Linked DNA regions of Mus musculus: all the other regions are linked to region 4. Evidence: chromatin contacts called from public Hi-C, HiChIP or PLAC-seq and promoter capture Hi-C data. All regions are on one chromosome and are shown on one strand. The core of a region is the stretch at or near the end of the contact, and the rest is flanking DNA. Distances in the headings are between cores, read along the strand shown. Region 1 holds the start of Pcbp1 (poly(rC) binding protein 1). Region 2 holds the start of Anxa4 (annexin A4). Region 3 holds the start of Exoc6b (exocyst complex component 6B). Region 4 holds the start of Dusp11 (dual specificity phosphatase 11 (RNA/RNP complex 1-interacting)). Region 5 holds the start of Rab11fip5 (RAB11 family interacting protein 5 (class I)). Region 6 holds the start of Smyd5 (SET and MYND domain containing 5).

Evidence for each region. Promoter capture Hi-C pulls out the DNA fragments that hold promoters and counts their contacts. Hi-C and Micro-C count contacts between places; a contact is called where the count stands out from the background. HiChIP or PLAC-seq counts read pairs in DNA pulled down with a chosen protein or histone mark. Capture Hi-C pulls out chosen DNA fragments and counts their contacts.
Region 1: an H3K27ac HiChIP or PLAC-seq map of extraembryonic endoderm stem cells shows a contact between it and region 4. The contact joins the promoter of Pcbp1 here to the promoter of Dusp11 in region 4. A contact is called at or near these places in 2 of 484 Hi-C or Micro-C datasets (CD8 T cells and embryonic stem cells) and 2 of 115 datasets of contacts at active chromatin or transcription factors (extraembryonic endoderm stem cells and memory CD8 T cells).
Region 2: a promoter capture Hi-C map of liver shows a contact between it and region 4, with 3 times the contacts expected there. The contact joins the promoter of Anxa4 here to the promoter of Dusp11 in region 4. A contact is called at or near these places in 1 of 39 promoter capture datasets (liver) and 1 of 9 other capture datasets (adipose tissue).
Region 3: a contact with region 4 is called in a promoter capture Hi-C map of hippocampal neurons, with 5 times the contacts expected there. The contact joins the promoter of Exoc6b here to the promoter of Dusp11 in region 4. A contact is called at or near these places in 2 of 39 promoter capture datasets (cranial neural crest and hippocampal neurons) and 1 of 9 other capture datasets (pancreatic islet).
Region 5: a contact with region 4 is called in a promoter capture Hi-C map of liver. The contact joins the promoter of Rab11fip5 here to the promoter of Dusp11 in region 4. A contact is called at or near these places in 7 of 39 promoter capture datasets (3T3-L1-derived adipocytes, the C10 cell line, cranial neural crest and 4 more), 1 of 484 Hi-C or Micro-C datasets (nephron progenitors), 4 of 115 datasets of contacts at active chromatin or transcription factors (bone marrow-derived macrophages, extraembryonic endoderm stem cells, memory CD8 T cells and 1 more) and 2 of 9 other capture datasets (adipose tissue and liver).
Region 6: a contact with region 4 is called in a Hi-C map of B cells, with 15 read pairs. The contact joins the promoter of Smyd5 here to the promoter of Dusp11 in region 4. A contact is called at or near these places in 9 of 39 promoter capture datasets (the 3T3-L1 cell line, 3T3-L1-derived adipocytes, the C10 cell line and 5 more), 4 of 484 Hi-C or Micro-C datasets (B cells, CD4 T cells, LSK cells and 1 more), 6 of 115 datasets of contacts at active chromatin or transcription factors (the SCID.adh cell line, extraembryonic endoderm stem cells, forebrain and 3 more) and 2 of 9 other capture datasets (adipose tissue and liver).

What each region holds. Positions count from the first base shown.
Region 1 is chr6:86,524,925-86,527,624 of GRCm38.p6, reverse strand. Pcbp1 (poly(rC) binding protein 1) reads left to right here and starts at 1,436. Exons shown (of 1, transcript NM_011865.4): 1 at 1,436-2,700. The coding sequence starts at 1,710. 1600020E01Rik (RIKEN cDNA 1600020E01 gene) reads right to left here and starts at 295. Exons shown (of 5, transcript NR_037960.1): 1 at 192-295.
Region 2 is chr6:86,792,047-86,794,989 of GRCm38.p6, reverse strand. It overlaps Anxa4 (annexin A4), which reads left to right and starts at 1,406. Exons shown (of 13, transcript NM_013471.2): 1 at 1,406-1,481.
Region 3 is chr6:85,068,069-85,070,768 of GRCm38.p6, reverse strand. Exoc6b (exocyst complex component 6B) reads left to right here and starts at 1,256. Exons shown (of 22, transcript NM_177077.2): 1 at 1,256-1,473. The coding sequence starts at 1,364.
Region 4 is chr6:85,960,394-85,963,093 of GRCm38.p6, reverse strand. It overlaps Dusp11 (dual specificity phosphatase 11 (RNA/RNP complex 1-interacting)), which reads left to right and starts at 1,427. Exons shown (of 9, transcript NM_028099.4): 1 at 1,427-1,656. The coding sequence starts at 1,559.
Region 5 is chr6:85,373,094-85,375,886 of GRCm38.p6, reverse strand. It overlaps Rab11fip5 (RAB11 family interacting protein 5 (class I)), which reads left to right and starts at 1,253. Exons shown (of 6, transcript NM_001003955.2): 1 at 1,253-1,789. The coding sequence starts at 1,359. 4933423K11Rik (a long non-coding RNA gene) reads right to left here and starts at 1,033. Exons shown (of 4, transcript XR_869208.2): 1 at 665-1,033.
Region 6 is chr6:85,430,573-85,433,272 of GRCm38.p6, reverse strand. Smyd5 (SET and MYND domain containing 5) reads right to left here and starts at 1,297. Exons shown (of 13, transcript NM_144918.2): 1 at 1,173-1,297. The coding sequence starts at 1,268.

The DNA.
Region 1 (2,700 bases), core at 187-2,686, 560 kb before region 4:
ATCTAGAAAAAAACTAGAAATTTTTTCTAGATGCTTGGGTACTTGGTTACATACTGTGCACACACGCGCGCACGCACACACACAGGCACACACCTGCCTGCCATTACTCAGTTTTTTAAAAATCCCGTGTCAGGCCTGCATTTTATTTATTCTCCTGCCCACCAAGGGAATTAACTTTCTTCCAAAAGCACCTCTTGCTGTTTCATCCTATGGGAAATTCTGAGACTGATGAAAGGCACATTCTAGAGCTTTCAGACCCGGCCCAATTTTTCGATGGCGACACGTGTCGCCATTTTGTTGGGAAACATGGCCGCCAGCCCTCCCCGCTCGGGGGTGGGGTGGCGGTGGGGTGAGGAACGCCACGCTGGTCCTTTCGGCCAAGTATTAAACAACACGTTCCTTCACACGACCTCCTCCAGGCTGACTATGGCGGCGGCACGAGGAGCCGGCAAAGAAAGCACAAGGCGCTCTCCAGCGTCTCGAGGGCCATTTCCCGGCGGGAGGCCTCGGTCAGGGCGACCTCCCAAGATGGCGGCGGCGCCCAGGCTTGGCCGCCTCCCGAAAGCGTGGTCCAGGCGGCGGGCGAGCCAGCGCGGACATGCGGGGGGCCATGCCGGCACGCCGTCAGTGCGCACCGCTCCTCTAAGGTCTCGGGAACTATCGTGGGACATAAAACACGAGGGCAGGAGGTAGCGCCTCCGAGGGCTTCCCTAACCGGAGCCGACCAAGTGCAAACAAAGCATTATGTAAGTGGACGCCATTCCAGCGGCCCCCGTTCCTAACGCCACTAGCCCGAGCGGCACTCGCCGGGGCGGGTGACTCTCGCTCGAGTCTCTCTGCGTCGCGGACGCAGCCGCCGGACGGAGGCCAAGGTGGGGGCTGGGACCAGGCGCCCGGACGCCGGGGACGAAGGGGCCCCACGTGCCCAGCAGAGCGCGTGCACAGCCGCCGGGCCGCGCCTCGCCTCGCCGCCCCTCCCCCCACGGAAGCCAACGCGGGCCGCTCGCGCCCCCCCTCGCTGCCGCGCATGCGCCCTGGTCCCCTCCCGCGCACGTTTTCGACCCGCGGCGGCCTAGCTCCCGCCTGCAGCGGCCTCCGCCGATGCCTGTATCGCTCCGCCATCGAATCCTTGGGCGGACCGGGAAACAATTATCTGTCCCCGGCACAAAACCAGTATATTTTCCCAGTCCCCTGCCGGAGCCGCTAGGGTTAACAAAACACGTGCTCCCTCTCAATCTCTGCCGGGTCCCCAGTTTTGCCCACGTTGTCCGTTTTCAACCCGACGGCGGTGCCACCGGGTTATTTTTCTCAAGGGTCGCGCGCGCTGGCGCAGTCTTGTGACCTAAAAAAGCCGGTCCTCTTTTTTTTCTCCTAGGGGTCCTGCGCGGAAAGCACTTCCGGGGTCAGAGGGTACGCGGGGTTGAAAGCGGGCTTCCCGCCCCGCCCAGACCGCCGAGGCTGCCGCCGGAGTCGCCACCGCCGCGCCCTCGCCCACCCGCCCGTCGACCGCTCCCGGTCCCGCTCGCCCCCGTCGCCGCCGCCGCCAGTCCTGCGACGCCGCCGCGGCCTCCCGCCCGCGCCCGCCCGCTCCTGCGGCCCCCCGCTCGCCTCGCGCCGGCAGTTCGGGCCTACTCCTCCCCTCCCCCGCCAGCCGCCCAGGACTTGACCACGTAACGAGCCCAACTCCCGAACGCCGCCCGCCGCTCGCCATGGACGCCGGTGTGACTGAAAGCGGACTCAACGTGACTCTCACCATTCGGCTGCTGATGCACGGAAAGGAAGTAGGCAGCATCATCGGGAAGAAAGGGGAGTCGGTGAAGAGGATCCGCGAGGAGAGCGGCGCGCGGATCAACATCTCGGAGGGGAACTGCCCGGAGAGGATCATCACGCTGACTGGGCCTACCAATGCCATCTTTAAGGCCTTCGCCATGATCATCGACAAGCTGGAGGAAGATATCAACAGCTCCATGACCAACAGTACGGCGGCCAGCAGGCCCCCGGTCACACTTCGGCTGGTCGTGCCCGCCACCCAGTGTGGCTCCCTGATCGGCAAGGGCGGCTGCAAGATCAAGGAGATCCGCGAGAGCACCGGGGCCCAGGTCCAGGTGGCGGGGGATATGCTGCCCAACTCGACCGAGCGGGCTATCACTATCGCCGGCGTGCCGCAGTCCGTCACCGAGTGTGTGAAGCAGATCTGCCTGGTCATGCTGGAGACGCTCTCCCAGTCTCCACAGGGGAGAGTCATGACCATCCCGTACCAGCCCATGCCGGCCAGCTCGCCAGTCATCTGCGCGGGCGGCCAAGATCGCTGCAGCGACGCGGCGGGCTACCCCCACGCCACCCACGACCTGGAGGGACCACCTCTAGACGCCTACTCGATTCAAGGACAACACACCATTTCTCCGCTGGATCTGGCCAAGCTGAACCAGGTGGCAAGACAACAGTCTCACTTTGCCATGATGCACGGCGGGACGGGATTCGCCGGAATTGACTCCAGCTCTCCAGAGGTGAAAGGCTATTGGGCAAGTTTGGATGCATCTACTCAAACCACCCATGAACTCACCATTCCAAATAACTTAATCGGCTGCATAATCGGGCGCCAAGGCGCCAACATCAATGAGATCCGCCAGATGTCCGGGGCCCAGATCAAAATTGCCAACCCGGTGGAAGGCTCTTCTGGAAGGCAGGTCACTATTACTG
Region 2 (2,943 bases), core at 157-2,656, 830 kb before region 4:
GAGAGCCTGCCATCTGTTGGAAGAAGTCGCATGTCACCTGTCAGAGCTCAGAAAGAGTCAAGACTCCTACTGGAGGTCAGCCCTTCCCTGATCCCAGACCTCAGATCCCAGATGAGCCTGGGTCAGATGGAGTCCTGGCCTTTGTTTCCCATAAAAGACTCAGGTGGGGACTAGCACTGAGTCTTCCCCGAAGACAGGTCTTCAATTCCCAGCAGCCAAGGGATCCTATGCTGGTGTGTAGACATACAGACAGACAAAAATCTGTACACATAAAATAAGTAAAATGCACACGTATTTATATGTAATAGTAAAAGCCTCTGTCTGTGGCTTCCCTACCTGGGCTAGGGCAGACTTTGGGAGAAGTGACATCAGAGGCCTGTGGCCTGGTTGCACTTGCTATAAAGATCAGCTTAGCTGTGGGCTAACTACAGTTCCTAGACACTAACCTTTATCCACCCCCCACCCCACCTCCCCTGCATGTAATTACTTTTAAAAGGATACAATAGTCTTGAATCTTCATTTTGTCCTTCCTATTACCATGATTAATTTTGTCTTCCCTTGTGGAAGCTTAGAAACATATAGACTTTGGAACATGAAAAAACAGGCCCAAGTCTAGATCAGCCTTCCTCCTCCTGACCCCCTCAGCCTTCCTCCTCCTGACCACACAATAAGCCACCTCCTCTAGCTACAGTTGCTGATACAATTTAAAATAATGACCACCTAGGTTTTGGTTGGCTAGAGAGCAAACACTGCCCAAAGCGACCCATTCTTTGTTAAATGAAATTGGAGGTTGCCTGTGGAGCCTCTGTTGCCTGCACCTGCCTCTGTTCTTCAAGCATTCATTATCCTTGTAGCAAGAGGCATGTGCCTCCGTGTCCAGCAAGGAGCCAGAACCAGGCTGGCTAGCAACCAAGAAATGCTTCAGTTGGAAGTTTAGTGGGAAACCCAGAGTTGCTTCTAACCCCGGTCCCAACGGTGACCTGTACCTGTCTCCGAGAACCCTTCCCCTGACTTTGAGGATTGCATCTGTCTTCTTTAAGGGAGGCGTGCAACTGCTGAGAATTTTCTGGAACGTATGTTATAATGTGAAAGGAGGACATGGACTGTGTCCTCAGATGTCACGTTCTGATTTTTCAAGTTACACTCTAGACTGGAGCGCCGAGGCCCCAAGTACGTTGTGCGACCCCAGCAGGACGCGAGGCTGAGACCCTGGGAGTCTGGTTGTGCAGGGTCAGGGTCCTGAGTGGGCTCGCTGTCCTCAGTGGGGTTAAAGGCCGAGTGCGTGATCTGCCTCAGGCCCCTCCTGGTGCTGGGGGCGATTCTCGTGCTCTAGCTGCGCTTCTCCGGGGAGGGACTTTCCTGTGGGCAAAGGGACAACCAGGAACTTGGGCTCAGTCTCCACCCCGAGACTGGGCGGGTCCTATCGGCCGGGACGAGGGTGTGGCATTCGCCGTAGTCTAGAGCCTTTCTCCGCACCAGAGGTAAGGGGCTTAGGGCAGTGGTCCGGACCTCCGCCGCGGGCTCTGGGGTCTGGGTGTGGGTCCTAGGCTCCGGGCAGGTGTCCTAGGCTCGGACCTGGAGATCTAGACTTCATTTGGGGAATCCTAGGCTGGGTCGCAGCTGGGGCCTGGAAACCTGAACTTAACCTCGGGATCCTGGGCTCGCCCGCTGTCCTAGGCTTGGACCTGGGAATCTTGGGCTCCTGCCGGTTGTCCTAGACTGTGGCTGGGGATCTTGGGCTCAGGGACCGGGTGCTGTGACCAGAGGCGGGTTCTTTGGGCCACTTGGCTCCGCGCCCTGGAAGCGTGAGGTCCCGGACCGGAGCAGCCACCTGGGAAACGTGGGGAGGAGCAGGCAGTGCCGCACGGTGCACAGCACTCCTGCAGTCCTTTGCTGAGTCAAAGCCCCCCCGGGACTCCGCACTGAGGATAAGCCACTGAGTTAACATTCTCTGAAGCTCACTCCAGCACTACTTGTGTTGCCTTTTCTTTTTGCAAGTAAGTTTGCTTTCTCGTCTTCTTAGGGCGCTCCTCGCCTCTCTTGTAGCGAACGGTCTCCACACAGTGCCTGGCGCCCAGGAATCATCTTATTCTTAGTTTTTATTCTGTGTCTGCCTGTGTCTACATTTTAACTTAGTCCTCGGTGCTTTGACCAGTTGGAGACTTTGGCGCCTAAGACAATTGGCGGTTTAACACTTTGCTGGCTCAATGTGCACCTCAAGGGTATGAAAGCCTCCATTTACTGGAGGAGCACTCTGGGCCTTAAGCAACTGCGCCTTTCATTAAAACTGGGCACTTTAGTGGATGGTGGAAGGATGGATAGGATGGCCGGTTGTTACCTATCCCTCTGCCCATCATTCCCAGACTCACTGTTTCCTTAGGTGGGAAGCAACTCCATTTATGGCCGTGAGTCCCTAGAGAACGGAGGAGAGAAGAACAAGAAGAGAGGACCAGGCATATATTCAGTTGATAGCGTGCCCCCAGCACACCAGAAGCCTTGGGTTTTATCCTTGGCTCCAAATAAATCAGGTGTACGTTTGCCTTTGAGGACAGTTTGGAGAAAATGACAGTCCCAACCCAAGCAACACCCTTTTGGAAGCTTCCCGTTTTAGATTTAAAAGGAATAGAATCTCATACTTCAGGACAATCGGTAGTTCAGGGTAATATTGGAGGGTAGTCTGGACTATTCGAGATCTGGCCTTCAAAAAAAGAAAGACCCAGCCAACAAAAAACCAAAACCAACACAAGAGTAGTAGGTAGGGGCTGGAGGTCTTGGTTCAAGAACACTCGATGCTCCCAGTACCCACTCCAGATGGCTCCCAACTGCCTGAAGCTCCAGATCCAGGGTGTCTGACACCCCATTGTGGGCTTGGAGAACACACACACACACACACACACACACACACAATTAATTAATTTAATGCTTTTGTAAAGAGTGTGCAGG
Region 3 (2,700 bases), core at 7-2,506, 890 kb after region 4:
CAGAGGATCAGGAAATGTGCTGTGAGATTGTGTTTCCTAAAAACTACAGGGAAGATTCACCTATGAACTACAGGCAAGTAAAGGAGAGAGAGAGAGAGAAAGAGAGTCTTTCTCTATGGGAGCCCTCTATGCTGGTTATCCAATGCCAAGTGGCCAGCCTTGAAATCACATATATGCAACACTGAACAACTCAGTAGCTTGTAACTGTATATTTATGTGTAGACACACATCCACATCTTCACACACAATTAGAGAAGAGAAGGCCAGGATTTTGGGGTGGGAGGTGAGGGGTGCATAGGTAGACTGGAAGGAAGAAAAAGGAATGTAGAAAAACGATGTAATTTTATTTTAATAATAAAAAAAGGCCAAATGTGGTGGTAGATGTCTTTAAATACAGAACTTTGGAGGGCTGAGGCAGGTAGGTATCTGTGAGTTCAGGGCCAATCTTATCTACATAATGAATTTCAATTCTATCTAGGACTACATAATGGGACCTTTTCTCAAGAGAAAAAAAGAAAAGAAAAGAAAGCTGGTTGTGGTGGGTCTTGCTCATAGGAAATGATTAAGAGGTGGAGGCAGAAACAGCCAGTACTGAAAACATACATTCAAGTTACATTATACAAACTGAACATATTTAGGTATATATTTATATGCATATATGCATACAATAACAGTGAATAGAGGGGCCATGAATTTGAAGAGGAGTGGGGAAGGGGTATGTAGGAGGCTTTGAAGGGAGGAAAGGGAAAGGAGAAATCTTATAATTATATTATAATCTAAAAAAAAAAAAAAAAGAAGAAGAAGAAGTGGAAACAGGATGATCATGAGTGCAAGGCCAGCCTGGGCTTCATATTAGGGGCTGGAGAGAAGACTCAGCTGATAAACACTGAACACTGTGGTTCTTCCCTGCACCTACTAGTGACATCACAACCATCTGTAACTCCAGTCCCAGGTGATCTGACACCTTCTGCTGATTTCCTTGGGTACCATGCATACATGTAGTGCACAGATATACATACAAGCAAAATACACATAAACGATTTTAAAAAAATGTGCTGGGTTAGTACCACTGCCTGATTTGATGTCACTGTATACATGTGTCGTAAAGCTCTGCATCTATATCAAAGTAGAGGCAATTTGCGCAGATTCAGTGTGTGTGAATGGGCAGAATCCAGTTCAGCCTGACCCAGAGAACTACGAATCCCAGTGGGCTGCGCGCGACGCTCGCGGCCCGGCTGACGCCAGGGGGCGTGGCATCCGAGGGCGGGGTCGCGCTGCGGGGTGCTGGCCCAGCGGCCGCAGATCCTGGGCAGAGGGATCGTGGGGTACTCGCTGAGAGAGGGCCGCGCGGCAGCGCCCTGCGATGGAGCGGGCGAAGATGGCGGAGGAGAGCCTGGAGACGGCGGCGGAGCACGAGCGGATCCTGAGGGAGATCGAGAGCACAGACACGGCCTGCATCGGGCCCACGCTCAGGTACTGGGGCGGGGCCGGGTCGGCTGGAGCAGGCGGAGCGCGGCGGCTGGCTGTGGGGAGAGTCGCGGGTGTCCCGCGTCCTGGGCGAGGCCCTGCTGGGGAGCTACTCTGAGGAGAAAGGGTGAGGCGCGGCTCTACTGGGCCGCCGCTCCCTTTGGTTAGCTGCTCTTCAGTCAGGAGCAAGCGCCGGCTCTGCGCGCTGTGGAACTGCCCATCACAGGTCCTCCGAGAGCGTCCCGGTTTTCTCGGTCCTGGAGGAAGTGTCCTCCCACCTTCCCTCGCCTGAGAGCCCAGTTCGTGAGGACGACCCAGTCCAGGTGTAGTCTCAGGACCTTGCCACTACCTGGACATGCTCTGTGCTCCCTCCCCTGACACCTTCTCCGAGAGCTTCCACCTGCATTGCCCGTGGAGATGTCAGGACGTACCCGGCCTTTCTCGGCTTACTTACCTTGCACTTGTTACACAGAGCGTGAGGCATTGTGTGAGTTAATGTGCAAACACATCTATGGAAGCCGTTGAGCAATCCTACCGCTGGGGTACAGTTACCGTTCCCTCTGTATCAGACGAGATGCCTGGAAGAGGAGTGACTTATCCAAGGTCGCAGAGGAAGGGAAATGGGTTTCTTGTTCCCAGCTCAGACACTGCACTGAACACCCTGCCTTTCCGTCTTTTTAATTTTTTTGTGGTGTTGTGGATGGAACACAATGTCTTGCAGTGTGCCAGGCAAGCCCTCTTCAGCTGAACTGTGCACAGCCCACAGATTCTTCGCTACTTTTGTTCTGCCTTAGTTGCGGATTGCCATCTGCTGTACTTCCTGTTGAAAATTATTCAGCAAGCCCAATTTTGAACACCCCCCCCCTCAGTTTCCTGGTGTCCTAGAACTAGTTCCTTCCAATCCTTTCCTGTAGTACTTTCTGGTCTCTGTTCAGTACATGAGTTGAAAATCATCTTTACCCCTCCTTGTACAATATATATCAATGCGCCTCCCTCCATAGAGCATCACTAATCAGTGTTGGCATTTTCATGGGGAGAGTTGTCCCTGTCACGAGTGACCAAGACTGGGACTTTTACTTTTAGCTTCACTTGCACAGCATTCTTCTCCAGGCTCCATTTTTGGTGCCAAGCAAGTTTTCTCAGTGTCATTCCTGGAAATAACTGTCCTTAATAGTTTGTCTTTCCTCCCCTCTGCCCACCCCCACAACCCAGAGCCTTGGAATGCCACACAAT
Region 4 (2,700 bases), core at 178-2,677:
AGAACTTACCTTAAAACAAAAAAACTCCAAACAGGTAGAGGAATTTCAATATTGGAATGGTTTAAAAAAAAAAAAAAAGTTGGGGGGGGGGTTGGAGAGAAGGCTCAGCAGTTAAGAGCATCGACTGCTCTTCTGAAGGTTGTGAGTTCAAATCCCAGCAATTTCATTTCTACATGGTGGCTCACAACCATCTGTAATAAGATCGGATACCCTCTTCTGGTGTGTCTGAAGACAGCTACAGTGTACTTACATATAATAAATAAATAAATCTTAAAAAAAAAAGTTGGACCGGGCCATGGTGGTGCATGCCTTTAATCCCAGCACTTGGGAGGCAGAGGCAGGCAGATTTCTGAGTCCGAGGCCAGCCTGGTCTACAGAGTGAGTTCCAGGACATTCAGGGCTACACGGAGAAACCCTGTCTCGAAAAAGAAAAAAAAAAGTTGGTATTTTTAATTATGTTGGTTATAATAAGTGTCCTGTGTCATTCAAAATTAGGAAGAATATGTATGTTTCCCTGCCTGTGACACTATACACACATATATGGATGGAGAAATATGTTAAATATATCAAATAAGGAGAAATATGTTGTATAAAACTTTTGATTTATTTCTTTTTGGCGGAAAAAAAAGATACACCCGTGTGAAAGCAAATATCATGTATATACAAAATGTAAACAATTGACAACGTTCACGAAGAATGCAGGGATCAGAGGGTTGGGGCTGGATTGTCTGTTCCTCATTTGGAGCAGTTCGGGTGGCGCTATGAGACCCCAACTTAGAGCGTTTCTCCCTGGAAGGTAAAGCCCCTGGATGTTCCCCAAGCTTGTTTTCCCTGATCTTTAAAAATACAGCTAGAAAGAAGCTCTTTGTTCTCTATAGCCAGCAAAAAGCCTTTTTGTTTCTATACTGTACAACCAGAGATGCCTGCCTTCCTGTGCCGAGGACACGGAGATAAAAATTCAGAAAGAACTCACTCCCCACTCCTGCCTTGTAAATTTCACCAAGGACGCCCAGAAGAGCTCTTCCCAACTCCTCCCACTTCTCCTCCCAACTCCTCCCAACTCTCCTCCCAACTCCTCCTACCTCCTCAGCTAGCTGTTAAAAGTCCCCTAATGTCACCGCTCGGGGTTGAACTCCTCTGCCCTGCACGACAGAGGGACTTCTCCTCAGCTAGCTGATAATAAAACCTCTTGCAGTTTGCATCAGGTGCATCTTTTCTCTCGAGATGTTGGGGTGTTGGCCAGTTCATCCCAGGACTTGAGCAGAGGCCCAGCATCGGGGGTCTTACAGCGCTAGCAATTATTCACATAGCTACAAAACCGGCCTCCAGCTAAGTGCAGCACAGTCGAAACCGAAGGCAGGCTGACAAACCCTACTTTCAGTGCGACGTGTGTCGTCAGCACGGCGGGGCAAGGCGCATGCGCCCTAGCGAGACGTCGACGCGTCGCGTTCCTTTGCGGGCGCCTCTGGATCCCGCGGCCTCTTCTGGCCTCCCTGAAGTCGCCACTTTGGCCGCTCTGGCACGCCTGGCGTTGGGTGGGCGGCATCTCTGCGCCCACATGAACCAGCATTATGGCCGACATGGTCGTGGACGGGGCCGGGACTTTGCTGCCTGTGCCCCACCCAAGAAGAAGGGCAGAAACCACATCCCCGAAAGGTAAGCGCTTTGGTTCCGGGCTTGGCGTTCCGGCTGCCTCGGTGGCCTCGAGTCTCCGAGTGTTCCCTGGCCTCGCGCCCCGCCGCCTCCCAGGGTCCTCCGCGCCGAACCCCACCACACCTCCCCACCCCGCATTCTGGGGTCTTGGGTCTGTCCCGACAGGACTCTGTGGAGCTCGGGCCTGGGCGGAAGTGCGCGGTGGGGCGCGGCTGCCTGTATTGAGGCGTCCCTTGATCTCCGAAGCCACAGGCTTCTGCTTGTGTAGGCGCTGTGCCAGGATCCGGCCCGAGCTGTCGACACCCTTCACTCGGTACCGGCTCGAGGGGTTCTCTTGCTTTCAGGATTCGGAAAGCGGAGGTGTCCTTTGAGGGAGTTAACCCTGCCTGGGCCAAGGGCTAGTTTTAGGATTTTGCTCACTGGTGCAATGAACCCTTTACTTGCGGCTGTTTGCTTCCCCTCTCCGATTTCATCTCCACAAAAAACGTGGCTAGACCGGCCTCTCCCCTTCCTAGAATTCATCAAATCCTTTTTTTTTTTTTTTAATCTCCACAAATAAACAATACCTAAAACTCAGGATCGACAGAATGCTCTGCCCCGACTTCCCGGACTTCAGTAAGCACTTCTTTTTTATGTCTACAAATGAGCACTATCTAAAATTCAGGATGGACGTGATGGCCTCTCTCCCTTCCCAGAGTGGATATCTTTAGATCCTGTCAGCTAACCTCCAACATCATCCCAGTGTAGAACTTGCCTGACAGCTTGCAGAAGACAGCTGTCTGTCCACTGGACAATCCATTTTTAACATACCTTCTATAGTTAACTATTTAACTATTAATTACTAAGTAAAGTATAAGTAAGTTATAAATAAATTGTTTATTGATATTTTAATGTAGCTTATTTCATTATTAAATTATCTATTGGATATAAAATTGTTAACTAAAAATTAAAAATAATTTTAGCTATTGCTTATTTGTGGAGATAAAGCAAGATAAATATCAAGTAGTAATTGTGAGACAGCTCATAGATGTAAGATAAAGCTTGACT
Region 5 (2,793 bases), core at 4-2,503, 590 kb after region 4:
AGTGAGGTCATGCACAGAAAGCTCATGAGTCAGTTGTTGGCCGACTCTTGCTGAAATTCAGCATCCATAATTATTAACCATTATCTTAATAATGAAACAAGTGTGCTGGCAGTTCTCAGAACACAACACACAGTAGGCAAGTATGAATGGATTTAGAGGTGGAAGATTAGTCCTGTGGTAGAATGCTTGTCTACTACCAACAAGGCCCTGTTTGCCTTGTTTGTATATAAGGCTAATGTTTTAGCTAGCCTGGAACTCACTATGTAGACCAGGCTGGTCTCAAACTCAAAAAGATCTTTCCTCCTCTGCCTCCCAAGTGGAAGTGCTGGGATTAAAGGTGAGCACTACTACACCTGGCCACACAAAAGTTTTAAAACCAGTGGGCACGCCTTTAATCCCAGCACTCAGTGGAGGCAGGAATTTAACAATTCGAGCCGTAATCTACATAGCAGGTTCCAGGAGAGCCAGAAGAGACTCCGTTTCCAAAAAAAAAAAAAAAAAAAAAAAAGGGAGTGGGGGAAAAATCAAAGCAGAAAAAGATTGTTTTAAGTCCCACTCCAGTGATTTCCCAGCGGCGGCTCTAGGTCATCACATATATGTAGAGAGTTGAAAATGGGAGCGCATGTGCGATTTAGGGGGTCTCTAGAGTAGGCATCTTATCTACCCTCAAATCCACGCCGAGCAGAATGGATCTTCGAAGCAGCGAGGGCTTTCAGGAGTACAGGAGCTTGCAGAAAACCCTGACACTGTCCAGGTAGAGCGCGGTGGATAGTTATGCAGAGAGGTTCGGCTCTCTAGCTTGGAGTCGCTGCCTAAACGGGGCGGGGCCATGGTGGTAACCACGCCCACCTCTCTGCAGAGGCTGCAAGCGGCCTTCGTCCCTAGCCCCCTCCATTTCTTCCTTTGCAGTTCCGCACTGTGCACAAGCGAATCCGGTCGTGATTAAGGCATGGCCAGATCTCAATCCTCTCCCCCAACACACGCAGAGGCCGCGCCCTTCTGCACCGGTCACCTTTTAGAAGAGCAGCGGGAGCTTGAGGTTCCCCCAGAGGGGCTGGGCCAGTGAGAAAGCCCCGCCCACATCTTTGCAGAGGCCGCGCCCCTCTCTGGGTTTCTTTAGCTCTTAGGCAGCTATATGCTGGTGGAACTGGGGGCGGGGCCTGGCCTGGGCCTAGGCGGGGCGTGACGTCGCGGGGCGGCCGGCCGCCCGGGAGGCGGGGCGGCGGGGAGGCGGCGGCCCGCTTGGCCCAGGCCAGCCCGCAGCTGCGGCGGTCGGTGCGCTGCAGGCGGCGCGGGGGAGCCGGCTCCTGACAGCATCCCGCGGCTGCCACGTCTGTCACTCTGTCCCAGGGTCCGCCATGGCTCTGGTGCGGGACCCTGAGCCGGCGGCCGGATCCTCCCGCTGGCTGCCCACGCATGTCCAGGTGACCGTGCTGCGGGCCAGCGGGTTGAGGGGCAAGAGCTCGGGCGCCGGCAGCACCAGCGACGCGTACACGGTGATCCAGGTGGGCCGAGAGAAGTACAGCACCTCGGTAGTGGAGAAGACGCAAGGCTGCCCGGAATGGTGCGAAGAGTGTTCGTTCGAGCTACCGCCTGGAGCCCTGGACGGCCTGCTGCGGGCACAGGAGGCAGATGCGGGCCCTGCGCCCTGGGCCTCCGGCCCCAACGCCGCCTGCGAGCTCGTGCTCACCACCATGCATCGCTCACTCATCGGCGTGGACAAGTTTCTGGGCCGGGCAACCGTAGCTCTGGACGAGGTCTTCCGCGCAGGCCGCGCCCAGCACACGCAGTGAGTCTGGGGCGCTGGGAGCAGGGACAAAAACGGTTGAAGGCCTAACCGGGCGGGGCTGGTTGGGACGTCTGGACCCGGTCCTCCCACTCAAGGACACAAACCCGTATACTGTTTGTTACTTCTCATTCAGCCTTCTGCCCTCCCCAATTCCCCCTGACTGTCTCCCCAGCAGCCTGGTGGGCCTGGAAGGCCTGATGGAGTTGGTGTAGTGACCAAGCGTTGGCAGTACATGGCCAAGGAAAGTTCGGAATGGGATTCTGAGGCTGTGGGAATTCAAGAAGGGAAATTTAAAGACTTCAGGGTCTGCCTTCTTTTCCTCAAAGAGGTGACTAGCCTGTAGGTAGTGGAGAGGAAGTCTCACCTTGTAGAAGCAGGAAGGTGAGGTGTTATCTTCCAAGGCAAGATTGAAGGGAGACACCCCAGCCTTCCCAGGGGTTACACAGGACACTTGGCCTTTGAACGTTCAGGGATACACCTCACCGTATAGACGTACTCTGTGACTCTGTCTTAGGGTACCAGGACTGAGAGCATTGGCCCACCTCGGAGTAAAGAAGGGTACATTTGAATCAGCTTGGGTCAGTGGGACAGTGGTTATAATGCCCTCAGTTCTCCGGATTATTTTCTCTAGAAAGGATAGGAAAAGTTCTTATTGTTTTGTTTTGTTTCGAGACAGGGTCTTTCTACGTAGCGCTGTCTGTCCTGGAACATGCTATGTAGACCTGGCTGCCTTTGAACTCAGAGATTCTACTGTCTCTGCCTCCCCAATGCTGGGTTCAAAGGCCAGAGACACCAAAGCCTGGGAAGGGTAGGAGGTTAAACATTTATTTTGTCAGAGTGTGTCCTTTGTAGGGTTAAGATCAAAACCTAAGATTTGTCTTTGCTGTGGTGGCACACACCTTTAACGCCATCATTTGAGAGACAGAGCTGTGTGTATTTCTGTATTCCAGGCCAGCCAGGCTACACAGAGAAACCCTGCCTTGAAGACCAAACCAAATAAACAA
Region 6 (2,700 bases), core at 48-2,547, 530 kb after region 4:
AAAACAGTGCCAGAGAGAACAAAAGCCTGTCTGCAGCGAAGCCAGCAGAGACCTTTGCTCTCAGGACTGAGAAGATACAACATAAAGGAGCCATACAGAAGGATTTGGTTGAGTGAAGTGCGCCCCCCACCCCAAAACTCTTATTGATCAACTCCTTGGGTTTGTAGGTTTTTAGACCAGGCTGGCCTTGAACTCAAATCCGCCTGCCTCTGCCTCCCAAATGCTGGGATTAAAGGCGTGCACCACCACGCCCGGCTATCAATCAACTCTTTAACCAAGTAGAAATGGGACCGCTGATACTAAAGATGTACTGAAAACATGTATTAAAAGAAAACGTGGGATGGAGGTGGGGTGTTTCAGCCACAAGGCCCATTAACCAGCACTTGGGTGTTGGTAGATGAGTTCAAGTCCAGCCTCAAGAACAATTTGGAGTGTTTTTTTTTTTTTTTTTTGCCTTTACTTATGTGAATTTTCTATTCTACAGGGAATAAAACACGATTAATAGAGCCGATCATACTGGCACAAGTCTTTAATCTCAGCACTGGTGAGGCAGAGCAGCCTGGTTTACATAGTGAGTTCTAGGACTGCTGGAGTTACAAAATGAGACCCCGTCTCAAAACAAAACAAAAACAAAAAGCACAACAACAGAAGCAACAAAAAAGAACCATAATACGAATCACGAAATCATGTCATTCTCTTGCTTAAAACCCTTCAGGAGAAGTGCTCGGTGTGTAGGTTCTGGTCCAAGTTCCCTAGCTCTCTTTCCAAGTCTCCACCCATACCTTAGTCAGAAGGGTCGCTGGGGAGCCCAGTCTGCTTCATACCTCCGTTCCCTCGGCTAAGTACTCCCCTCACTACCGCCAGAATAGTAGCTAACTAAGCCCCAGCCTAACCAAGATAGCCTTGGCTTTAATCTGGCCCAGGATATCCCTCAACCCCAGGTCTACCCAGAGCCTCAACTCCACCCAGGACAGCAGCAGCACGGCCACCCGCCAGTGGACCGGGCTTTCCTCCCTCCCCCCGCGCGATATCGCCACGAGCCTGGGCACGAGGACCGACTCTGCACCCCGGGCCCAAGCAGCAACCAGACTGGCGCCGAGGGGCCCGGACTCCAGAATGTGAGCGTGGGTTCCCCCGCGTGGCTCTCCGGGCCCGGTCCGACCTGGCCTCACCTTGATGCTGTCCACATAACGGACTTCCACGGAACCCCGGGCACGGTCCGCCACGCCCACGCAGAAGGAGAACACGTCGCACATGGAGGCCGCCATCTTGGGCACGCCTCTGCCTTCTGACCCTTGACCCCGTCCCGGGAGGCCCCGCCCACAGAGCCAGCGAGCGCTCCCTTCCCCACCTTACCCCGCCCTGGGACGTGGCTAGCAATTCAAGGCTTTTGGTGTCTTGGTTGCTTGATTGGGTGGAACCTGGCCTGACTTTGTGCTTGGACTTCTGGTAGACTGTGTCTGACTCGGTAGCTTATGTCGGATGGACAGCATGAATGACGGCTGATGGAGTAGCTCAGGGGAAGACCCCCTACTCCCCACCCCCCACCCTCCAGCCTATCCTAGCTGTGTTCTTAAGTGTCCATAGTTGCTCTTCCCACTGTCTGGTGTTTGAGACAGGGTCTCACTATGTATCCCAGGCTGGCCAAAAGTTTGCAGCCCTCTTCCTGCTTAAGCAGCCCCTCGTCATTACCTCCAACACCGAACAAAGTTTTTAGACCCAGAGAAGACTGTCTTATTTTTGCTTTGACCCTCCATCCTGGTTGGATGCTGGGCTCACTCGGTTTAAAATTTTTCCCTCCCTCTGGTGGCAACATTTTTATTCTATGTTTGGGAGAGATTTGCTTTGAACACATGAGTGCAGAACTTTGAGCCACAACACTGCTTAAAACCAGCATTCCGACTATGCCTATAACCTCTGCATTCAGGAGGTGAGGGCAGGGAGGACCAGAAGTTCAAGGTCAACCCTCAACTACGTAGTGAGTACATGAAACCTGTCTGAAAGAGAAATGCACGTGATACTCTAGCCGAGGATCCTGGTTTGGTTTCCAATACTGGTTTCCAACTATCTGTAACTCCAGTTCTGGGGGCTCTGATGACCCCTCTTCCAACCTCCTCAGGCACCAGGCAGGCACATAGATACATAAAGGCAAATCAATCACATGCATAAAGTTAAAAAAGAAAAAGAAGAAAAAATGATTTCCTTTTTCTATAAATAACTAGGTTGGATCAGTGCCTCAGAGTAGTTGGGGACTTTCTTGACATTGCAGAGTGTGGTTTATGGAGCAGTAATAAATGGACCTCACATATGAGGACCCCTTAAGTAGACACAAAAAATGAATGTACACGAGGCTGGGAGAGAGGACAGGTCTATTTCTGCAACTAGACCTGACTACTATACCTTTTATTGTTTTGTGTCCCAGTTGACTATTCCAGTTGACAGGGGACCTGTGTCTGCTCTGCTATCGTTTCATAGTGACTTTAGGGGGTGGGGGAGATAACTTAGTAATTGTTTAGTAAGTGATTGAGTTTTTGTCTTTTTTTTTTTAAGACAAGTTCTCTCTTGGTGGGGAGGGGGGCATTGCATTTGATACAATGTTTCTCTGTGTAGCCTTGACTGTCCTGGAACTCACTCTGAACAGGCGGCGGAACTCAAACTCAATAAAGCTCTGCCTCCCTAGTGCTGGGATCAAAGGCATAT